Regions from separate parts of the Mus musculus genome. Here region 2 is linked to region 1. The links are chromatin contacts, called in public Hi-C maps. All regions are on one chromosome and are shown on one strand. The core of a region is the stretch at or near the end of the contact, and the rest is flanking DNA. Distances in the headings are between cores, read along the strand shown. Region 1 overlaps Gm35164 (predicted gene, 35164). Region 2 holds the start of Lrtm1 (leucine-rich repeats and transmembrane domains 1).

Region 1 (5,277 bases), core at 934-3,433:
CTTGCTTTTCGTTTTATCCCATGACCATGTGGGGGTCAAATGAGGCTGAAAGCATGTGTTCTGGGAACTGGGGCTATTTCCTTGGAGATAAAAGTCATCTGGGTAATTAAAACTTCAGAATGAAAGGAGGTGATTTGGGAAGAATGTTCTCTGTGTCAGGCTTTTCTCCCTCCTCTTCCTCTTCCTCTTCTCCGCTCACAATTCTGCACAGAGATAATGACACAAAGTTATGAAAATAAAAAGTCTTGTTGGCTGGGAGAGGCGCATACTTGTGTGGTGGGGCGGATGGGGTTGTGGAGTCTGCCTTCTGCCAGCAGGCTGGCCTTCTTGGGAGGCAAACTTCTTGAGCCCCAGGGTCTGGAACCAACATGACACAGTGGAATTAGTGAGCAGTTTGGGGTTTTGTAGACAGTCTTTGCAGAATGTCCTGTGGGCAGCAAGAAGATAAGACATGAGGCCAGGGTAAAAGAAGCAGGCACCAACCAGATGGCTTTGGCACGGGCTTGCTCTTGTTGACCCCCTTTGTGTTGGTGAAATGAGGATGGTTCCTATGCCCCTATAGGAGTGGTAAATTGGTACAATTGCTTTGGAGAGGAAACAAGTTGGCAAAGAATCACATTAGTAAATACTTTCCCCGGATTATCACATATCACAGGGGCTTGGTGTTGTTACTATAACATAATATACTCATTAAATACTATTATAAATAATATATACTTGTATTGATATCCTTATACTGACTAAAGCGTAGGAAATGGCTGGAATTTATGCAAGAGATAGTTTGTATCTTACTGCAGACCTTTTTATAGCATCCGTGGCAGTTAGTTTTTGTCAACTTAACAGAAACCAGAGTGAGTAATCTGGGAAGAAAAGAACCTCGGTTGAGAAATCGCTTCCATCAGATTGGCCTAGGAACATGTCTGCCAGGTACTATTTTTCGCTCGATGATTGATGTGAGATGCTAGATCCCACTGTGGGCAGCTCAATCCCTTGGAAGGTCATCTGGAATTACACAAGAAAGCAGGCTGAATGAGCTAGTAAGCAGCCCCCCCCCTCCACTGTCTCTGCTTCAGTTCCTGGCTCCAGATTCCTTCCTTGGGTTTTTGCCCTGATTTCCCTCAGTTATGAACTGTTACTTGCGAGATGCAACAAATACTCTCTCTCCAAGTGGCTTTTGGTTGGTATTTTATTGTCATAAAAGAAGTAAACCAGAAAAACTTCAAAATAGACAATTTTTATTTACTTATGTGAAATAAAATATTTTATATATGTATATTTGTATATAACGGGAATTGGTTCATGGGATTATAGAACCCACCCCCTCCCCCAATCTGCCATGTGAAAGCTGGAAACTATGAAAATTCAAAGTCTGATGTCTAAATCAAAAGGCCTGAGATTCCAGAGCATAGATTCTCTTGTGTAGAAGATAGATGTCCCAACACATCCAGGGGAAGTGGGCTCTTACTTTTTTGTTCTATAATGGCTTGGGTAGTTAGTAGAGTGGTCACTCAACCTGGTGAGACCCATCTTTACTGAGGTTACAGATTCAGATGCAAATCACATCTAGAAGGAATGCACGGATTGGTCAATATTTCACCAGCAATGTGGCATTGCTCAGTCCAGGCAAAAGGTCAGGTCGACATCACCCTGGATAAAATGCATTTTCAAAGGAAAATGAAAGCTGCAGGGCACTACTGTGAACCAGATAAGGCCACACACATAGGCTGCAGGGGCCCTTATGAATTTACAAAGTGTTGTGTGTACCGCCTTCCCTCTTTGTAGCACTCTGATTGACTTTTCTGCTCCATCCCTGGGCTCTTAGGCACGCTGCTTTGTTGAGTTGATTTCCCAGACACTCTGGTACATACAGCACCATAAAGACTCAGGAAGCCAAAACCTATAAAAGTCCTGTCTTTACTCTTGTCTCTTGACACACAGGCAATTTGGAACTCCCAGCACCATAAAGATCTCACCAGGTGTTGAAATGTGTGGAAAGTGTCTTGAGTTGATGGGTCTGGGACGCCAGCCCCCACACTCCTTGTCGCTCTGCCATTCACTGCCTTGTGTGGTTGCTCAGGATTGGCAAAATGCATCCTGTGCTTTTCCCACTTCACACACTCCGTCTCACATGGTGCCCTAATACCACCACCACCTCCACCAGTTTGAAAGTGAAAGCTAATGCAGTTCTTGGCAAGCTCTTTCCTTCCCGATGGTGTCGATGGCTGTGTGACTGGCATGTGGTTTTACAGTGGCTTTGCAGTTCTTTTGCAGCATGCAGGCATTGCTTGCGTACCTACATATCTATTTATTAGCATATATGGGTCTCCCCAGCCTTGGTAGGTTTTAACCGGAGCACGACTTTTGCCAGTGGTATTATTAAAATTAGTACAAGGGTCACTGAGAGGACTGAAAAAGGGGAGTGGTAAAGCAATTTGCCAAATAAACATGGCAACCAGAGTCAATCCCTGGAACCCAAATAAAGGTGGATGGAGAAAACCTACTTCCCAAAGTCATTCTCTGACCGCCACGAGTACAGGATGGCATGTGTGGCTGCATGCATACATCAGACACATGCCCCCTCCCCTGACGGGATCTAAGGATGGACTGAACTCAGATGAGGCTGTATACTGGCTATGCATGGGCATTTATATTAATAGTAGGACATAAATAAGCACCTCAAGGTCACCTTGTTTGAATTGATGGTGCTGAACTTGTGATAGTGCAGAGATTGCTGACTCTACATTTAAATTTGTCTCTTTAACCATGATCTGTTCATAGGGGGGCAAATGTTTCAAGGTATCCCTTACCCCTGCCGTGATCTTCCATTAAGTCTCTGACATCCAGATCTGCTCAAAATCAAGAACAGGAGAGAAGAGATCAAGAAATCTAATAGCCAAGCCCTACTATTAAGGCATAAGCTAACTTTAGTGCTAGGTCCTCTCATACCCCCTAAGAGCAGGTTCAGAATGATCATGACTGGTTGTTCATCAGCTTTGGCTAGAATCTAGCAACATATCAGATTGCCTTCAGCCATGCTTTCCAAGTGTTCCATATTATTTCACAAGGTGCCTTCTAAGCACAACCCAGGAACCCATCCTTTTCCTCCAACATAAGCACTTCCTCTCTTCCACATGCTATCAAAAGGAAATTTGTAGAGTTGAAGATGTCAGTGAATTCAAGTCCCTCAGTAGTCAAGCCATATATTTTTCCTTTGACATAAAGTTTCTGTCTCTCAAGAGAGAGGGTGAGGAGATTAAATTTTTATTTTTATATATTTAATATTTTTCTTTAATGCTACTCAACGCACAAAAGCAGATTTATCCATTGAATTCTAGGTGGTGTTTTGACATATGTGGTGCAATGTTTAAGTCAAAATTTATCATCTTCCTAAAACTTTTGTGTATCATTTCTTTATAGTGAAAATACCCAGAATTCTTTCTTCTAGACACTTAAGATGGAAAGTAGATGGTGTAGGTATCTTTAGTCACCACAAAAACCCAGATCCCCTTTCTCTTATTTAACTGTAACTTGTTACTCAACTGATCCACTTTTACCCATCTCTCTCTAGTAAAGTCTGTTGCCCATTTTTAAGCAGTTGACATTGAAATAACAGTAGAGTGTGTGCAGGCGAGAAGGCCCAGAAGCTAAGAGCACGTACTGGTCTGGTAGAGAAGATTGATTTATTTCCCGGCATCCACATTGAGCATCTTATAAGGGCAGATAATTCCAGCCTCTGGATATCCTTTATCGCTGGCCACCATGGGTACCTGCCTTAGTTTACACATTCTCCTACAAAGTCACATGTGCATACAAATAATTGAAGACAAAACTTTATAAATGTTTGGATTTCCTTATGTGGTCTGCATATTTTGAGACATATATTCTCCCCCATTCCATATGTAGGTTGTCTCTTCTCTCTGACGGTTCTTTACTTTCTCAAGGCTTCTGAGTTTGTCATAAATCTACTGACCTTTGGTTTTGTTTTCTGCTGTCCAAATCCTTGCCCATTCCAAGTGTCTGCCCTGTGTTTTCTTCTAGTGGTTTTAGTTTGGGGTCTTGATGTTTAAGACTTCAGTCCATCTTCAGTTGATTTTTACAGCAACTGTAAAAGAGCTAGAAGTAGAGTTTTATTCTTCTCCATGTGAATGGCCAGTGACCCCACTCCTGTTTCTGAGGATGCTGACCCTCCCTTGGTTAAGGGACTATGATTTTATAGATTTCCTACCTGTCTCTAACATTGCAACTCCCTTTGTCATGTTGGTCCTGACTTACAGTTGGTGTGCCTTCAACCTCTGATGCTACCAGTGATGTTGAAAGAGTTACTTCCTCCTTGGAAGGCCAGATCTGGGCAGCTTAGGGTAGCTCCCAGGCCCTCATCCCTCAGCATTGCTAGCACCTCATAAACTTCTCTCCCTTGGTTGAACTTCCTTCCACTCCATTTGTACATCCTGCTCTCCAAAGCCTCTGAGCCTCTAATTGACTAAGTCCTCTCTTCCTGGATCACTTCCTTCCTGTGTTAAAACTGACTCCCTTCCCTTATTGGTAAAACCAATTTATCCCCAGGGCTCCCATGCCACTCATTTCCCATGGGAAGCCTGCATGCTGTACCACATCTTAAGCATCTGTTCCAGGAATTGGAGCCTCAGACCCCAATTCCTCTGTACTTTTGATTATCACACTATTTAAGTCCTGATCCCTTTCTGATGATCTCTGACCCCTTTGTTCTTTCAAGTTTATCTCTACAAAATCCCTTGGGAAGAGTCTCCCAGAGAAGAACTTTTTTTTTTCCTGTAAGGAAGGCTGCTGGCTAGTTGACTTTTCAGTAAGGCCACTGCATAGAGGGCAAGCTGTATTGGCTCGTACAGTATGTGTGGACAGAATGGGAAAATTTTTGTAGAAGGTTGTTCAATGCAGATGTATATTGCATTGGAAAGCATAATTTTGGATTCTGGTATATAATTTGCCTACTCTCCTCCCCATCCTCTGAATTATATGTACACTTGAAAGAAGCTTTGTCATTTGCCCCTCCAAATGCAGGACATGACACATGTGCCATTGTGGTTATGTGTCCTCATACCTTTGGAGACTCGTACATGACAGTGTATGGGAGAAGATGTCCAGATGTCTGGGTCACTAGGGCATCTTCATGTAGACAAAAGTAAATACTCCTGTAGTCTTATCTCTGCCTCTTTTCTGCAATCATGGCAGAAACTCCTGGAGGCCCCACTGATTACTGCTGGGCTGGTATTTTTCCATGTCAAATTTCTTTCCCTGTTT
Region 2 (5,277 bases), core at 1,869-4,368, 360 kb after region 1:
CAGCCCAGAAAGAGATGTCATGTCTGGGATGGACATGAGAGGCAAGCTCGAGGTCAGACACAGGAATCTGTGAACATTTCCCATATACTCCCAGAGCTCAGCAAGTCACCAGCGGACAGGTCATCTCAATTTTCTAATAGATAAAACGTATCCTTACTATTTAAGCAGAGCAGCCCCTTTCCTTCATAGCTTTCAAATTATAGCTTTCAAAATTTGGTTGCAGTGAGTTCAGTACATTGAGGATTAAAAAAAAAATGTCCTTTTGTCTAAAATTACCACTCTTACCCAATTAACAGCGTTGCTGGTTGGGTGGTCACTATTCTGCCCCTTTCTCTATCTTCAGTCAAACCTACACATGTGGGCATGAATAATTTTAGACTTTTAATTTTTTTTACTACATAAATAGGATTATACAATACATATTCTCATTACAAATTGCTTTCCTTCACTTAATAATTTATTATAAGTCTCCTTCCAGATGGATATAATTAGTTTTAACTTAGTCTTTTTAAATAGCTGTCTAAGGCTGCCTGGAAGAAAGAGCTGGTGCATGCTGGATTTCCAAACATCATCAATTTTGAGAGTTAATAATGGTTGTTGATTTATTTTTGGAGGAAGGGAACTGTTAACTACATTAATTTATGTAAGAAAACACGCAACTTTAAATGAGGAAAAGAACATGTCTTTGAAGGTGGGACCATCCTGAAAGCCTAGGGTGACAAGAAGTGTGTTGTTCTGAGGCAGACATAAATAAAGTCAAGTTCCCCCTGGGGAAACTGAGGTCCTGCTAGGTCTTGGTGCAGAAGCCTTTTGCAGTGCTGGCTTCCTTTTGGGGTAATGGCTTGGACCTGCACTGGCATCAGGCATCTCTGGGGGGGCGGTGGGGGGAGTTGCCCTTTGCATGCACAGTTGTCTCGCCACCTCTTGGATTTGGCTCAGGAAGGGGTGGGGAAGGCACTACAGGCATTAGCATGCAGGTCACGCAGCCTCACTTTGTTCTCTTGGCTGAGGTCAGATGGAATAAATCAATCAGCTTTCGCATCCAAAGTCCTTCAATGTGTCCTGGAGCCTTCCAGGCCATGTGTGCTCTGGCCCAGCTTTGAGTTGCCTGTGAGAGTCTGCAGGAACAAACAGAACCAGAGCTCCCTGGGGCTATAAGCAGCTGCTCCCAGGAAACCATCTACTCCGGGGTAGGGGGTTCTCTCTGTTCCCAGGGCGTTAGTGTTTTAGGTGGGAGTAGCCAACTCAGACTCTTGGAGGTCTAAGAATTTACACTGGGAATAAAGATCCTGCTTCAGATCTCCTACTTTGCCAGAACATGTTCTATGCTTACCATACAGAACTTCATCTACCTGAATTCTACAAATAGGACACTGACCTCAGGGAATCTACAATCACCCCTTAAGGCATTGATACAGTGCAAAAAAAGGTGCGCATCTTCCATTAGCAAAACAGCCTGACAATAACAGTACACGTCCTTCATCCCTTGACATTCCCTGTAGGTGTTTCGTCTCCCAAATCCAACTGTACTGTCAATACACCCTTTTCAGGCCTCAGAATCCAAGAGCCAGACCCAAACCCAAGTTGGGTCCTGAATGACACAGTGAAATAGATCCATCCACAGCAATTCGAGAAAATACTCAAGTCTTTCCAAGACTTCAAGTTTATTCTTGCCTTCTGAACAGAGTGACAAGGTTTTGACATAATCAGGCCCCAGTGCTTACCCAGTCTTTTCATTTTATGCCTGGGGAGAGAGGGTGGTAGATATGTCCTTAAAGGTGGGTGGTAAGAGTTGAAAGTTAATGACAGCTGCACCGGATGCAAAAGGTTAAGTTAAAGGGAAGGATAGCAGAGACAGGCTGGAGAAAGACGAGTTTCCAGAAATAGCAGGATGCATATGCATATGTGAGGTGGGAAGCAAGTTGTCCACAGGAGAAAAACATTCCCCAAGAGGCTATTCAGAGGAATCACATACCATATCAGGTCTCATGCATGGGATTACCTGCCTTCCTCAGTGGTATTAGAAGACAGGCTTCCCCCTGGAGCTCTTCCAAGGAGAGCAGCTCAGAAGTCCTGGGGCCAGTCTCCTCGATTCTTGGAGCCGTCAGCCTTCATGAAGATACTCTGGCCTAGATTTAATCCTGGATGCAATTTCATAAAGCACTGGGTATCATTAGCCCTGTAGGAGGTGACGCTTTGTGAGGGTAAATGCAATCCAGACCTATCTGATTCCAGAGTTCACATTCAGCTGCTCATCTATACTTCTTGGGTTTTATGCAACCTCAATAAAAAGTAACTTTGCCACCTGACCAGTCATAGAACGCCTGTGGAATATTCTAGAGTAGGTCTGTTTTTCTTTTTTTGTTTTTTGTTTGTTTGGTTGGTTGATTGGTTGGTTTTTTTGGCTCACTTCATGCACTGGAAGCCCACTTCAGCCAGTGGCAGGCATTTGTACATTCAAAGAGCTGGTTCCAATCCCCATTTGGAAAGTTTGCCTCATTGCTTATTGGTGAACAACCAACTCAGTTGGTTTCTAGCTCTTACTTAGCCAGCTTGATTGTTTTAAATGTGAAGAGTATTGAGAAAAGGGTCTGAACCTCAGCTTTAGGTAATGTAAAAAGATGAAGTATTTCATGCTGGCCAAAAGGTCCTTTTAGTATGTGTCAGCAGTGGGGTGTGTGTGTGTGTGTGTGTGTGTGTGTGTGTGTGTGTGTGTGTGTAGCAAGCAAGGTGAGATGTATTTGTGGCACTGGGGAGGAGGGACTGTAATGCCCATGTAAGGAAACCATGGCTGTGGATTTCAGGGCATGAGGACCTGTCAACGCAGCTAATCTCCAGGGACTTGGGCTGAATGTACCCAGGATAGCCAAAGAAGTGCCCCAATGGAAACTGTCAGCCTCCAGCAGGCCAATTTGTTCTCATATTACACTCCCTGCAGGCTCTGTTGCAAGACCCTAGGTTAGGGATTCGTACCCTCCCCCACCACCACCAGTGAGGGTTGACTCAGCACGGTTGATAAGTCAAGAGAATGCAGAAGCCACAGCCGGATTAAGAAGGCTGTTTTATTTTGGTGCCCTGGACTTCAAGCAGATTAAATAATCAAAAAGGCCGGGCCATTGGGGTCATGTCTGAATGCTACAGCTGTTCACCAAGGTCTGACCAACATTCTTTATGTGGTTTGCTGTCTGAATGAGAGAGGCAGAGAAGATCCTAGGGAGGTTGACACTTTCCAAAAAAAAAAAAAAAAAAAAAAAAAAAAGGACCGGACGCAATCAAAAGACCCCTCTTATGGAGAAGGACCACAGCAGACAGAGACAAGGGGACAGGCTGCTTAAATAAGTGACCTCCTGAATTCAGCAACTGTTTTCTGCACTGGAGAAAAGCCCATGCTGGATTCAGGGAAAGAGAATGGAAAGCTGGGTTCCAAGTCTGCCGTAGCCCGGGTGTGTTGATCTGTGAGTCCTCAGGCCGGGATATATGTTGAATGAGGGTTTGTGCTGCGGAGCCTGGGCCATGAAAGGTGAGCAGGAATAAATTCCATTGCCCCTACCCCAGAAGTCCCCCACCTGAGGGAAGGGGGCAATACCTTCTAAGAAGTGTCTGTGAGAAATCAATTTTCAACCTGTCTTTCTTAAAACATTGGACAGATGTAAAAAAAGAAAAAATCTCTCTCAGTGGAAAGATGGATGTGTCACCATGCTGAGCAAGGGGGAAAGGGGGCTGAAGACAAATGTGTATAGTCGTGGTGTGGACATGCAGTGGGCTTGTCATGGGCCATTTCATAGACAACATGGTGCCTTGAGTTGGAGCTCATATATTACTTCCTTTGGGGAAGTGGGAGGCAAACTGGCCCCCATTTCAGAAATATAAGCCTTTTATTAAGAGATAAATGGGCTGGGTGGGTACTCCATTGTTTAAGGATTGATTCCAAAGCTTGTGGCTCAGGTCACAGTGATAGTGTCTGGTGATTTCTAATGGAAAGGCATTTATTTGAACTTTGAAAGAAGTTAGATATCAGGAAAATTACAGAAAAACAAAAGACTTCTGTTTGAAGATGGAGAAGGGGACTTGGATGCTCTATGTCTCTTGAACTAAATCAGAGGCAGCAGCTTTCCCTTGGAAAGCTTCTCCTTTTCCAGTCCTGTGGTCCTGGGTACCGGCAGCCAGGAGCAGAGTCCAAAGCAGGGAGATCAAGGTATAGTACAGTCATTCTGTGTTTCCCCCTAGGTGAGGTGTAAATCAGAACATCAAATAAATAAATAACCGTCTCTTGAAAGCCTCCATGTTGATAGGCATTTTATTTTGAATAGCATTCCATGGCCCTGTCAATGCCTCTCCAGTTCAACAGAATGTGTGCTTGACACATGTTTGTCATACTTAGAAATTCAAGTCCCAAAAGAGAAAAAAGGGAGGGAAATAGGAACTTTGAAAAAATGACCACACAGCCTTTTAAAAAATATATCAATTCTCTGAGTCCGACAATGAGACCCACTCTGTATTTTGGGGAGCAGTCACCCACAGTCCTATAGCTGCACCATTTGTAATAAGTGAGTAGGGAATCCTGGGAGCCCAAATGCTCCTCAATGAGGGATAGGTAGTCACTGAGTTTGACATGGTCCAACACAAGGAATGTGCCTTATTAGCTAAAAGAAATGAAGACACTTTCTATGTATCCACTGAGGTGGATACATAGCTTTGACTAAAAAGAACAGATTGCAGAATAGGATAAATGTATGATTATATTTATATGAAGTAGACAAAGAAACAGTATACCACTGTGCAAATCCACCCCTGATTGCTGCACCATGTCTCTCTTGAATATCTGGCAGAGAAATAGAACAGATAAGAATTCTCACAGATTCTGTAGGCAGGCTGGGATCAAATCATGCTAGATTGTTTACTGTTTCTGTGAACTTAGGGAGTGATTTAGCCTCTCTATGCCAGTTTTGTTTGTTTGTTTGTTTGTTTGTTTGTTTTTCCCCTCAAAATGTTGAAGACAAACAACTATGTTGACAAGGTGATTAGGGTGGATATGTGTCTATAAAGCAGTAGGATTGATCTCTGACATGAAGTGTATGCCATCTGGTCATTTGCTATTGTCCTTATTATCCACTGCATTTTACAAAGCTTGGCATAATACCATTCTATCTCTGTGATCATCTCTAGCAATTACAGAAATAAAAATCAGAAGGAATTCCTAATAGACTCATTCCAACCCATGTCCAAGATAAGCTCCCAATACTTCCAACTCTGAAAATGTTGGATCTTGCTGTAAGT

The links. Hi-C and Micro-C count contacts between places; a contact is called where the count stands out from the background.
Region 2: a Hi-C map of liver shows a contact between it and region 1, with 4 times the contacts expected there. The contact joins the promoter of Lrtm1 here to the enhancer-like site in region 1. A contact is called at or near these places in 4 of 39 promoter capture datasets (frontonasal cranial neural crest, hippocampal neurons and liver), 1 of 484 Hi-C or Micro-C datasets (liver) and 1 of 9 other capture datasets (adipose tissue).

What each region holds. Positions count from the first base shown.
Region 1 is chr14:28,655,233-28,660,509 of GRCm38.p6, forward strand. The region is part of intron 1 of Gm35164 (predicted gene, 35164); the gene reads left to right. Among named protein-coding and RNA genes, the nearest start is that of Gm35164, 8.2 kb to the left of the region's middle. Within about 2 kb of position 2,184, at least 8 of the 459 cell types and tissues checked have an H3K27ac peak or open chromatin away from gene starts, as enhancers often do. A contact at or near this core is called in liver, where this site is marked.
Region 2 is chr14:29,015,090-29,020,366 of GRCm38.p6, forward strand. It overlaps Lrtm1 (leucine-rich repeats and transmembrane domains 1), which reads left to right and starts at 3,119. Exons shown (of 3, transcript NM_176920.4): 1 at 3,119-3,520. The coding sequence starts at 3,478. All of the region lies in intron 27 of Cacna2d3 (calcium channel, voltage-dependent, alpha2/delta subunit 3), which reads right to left.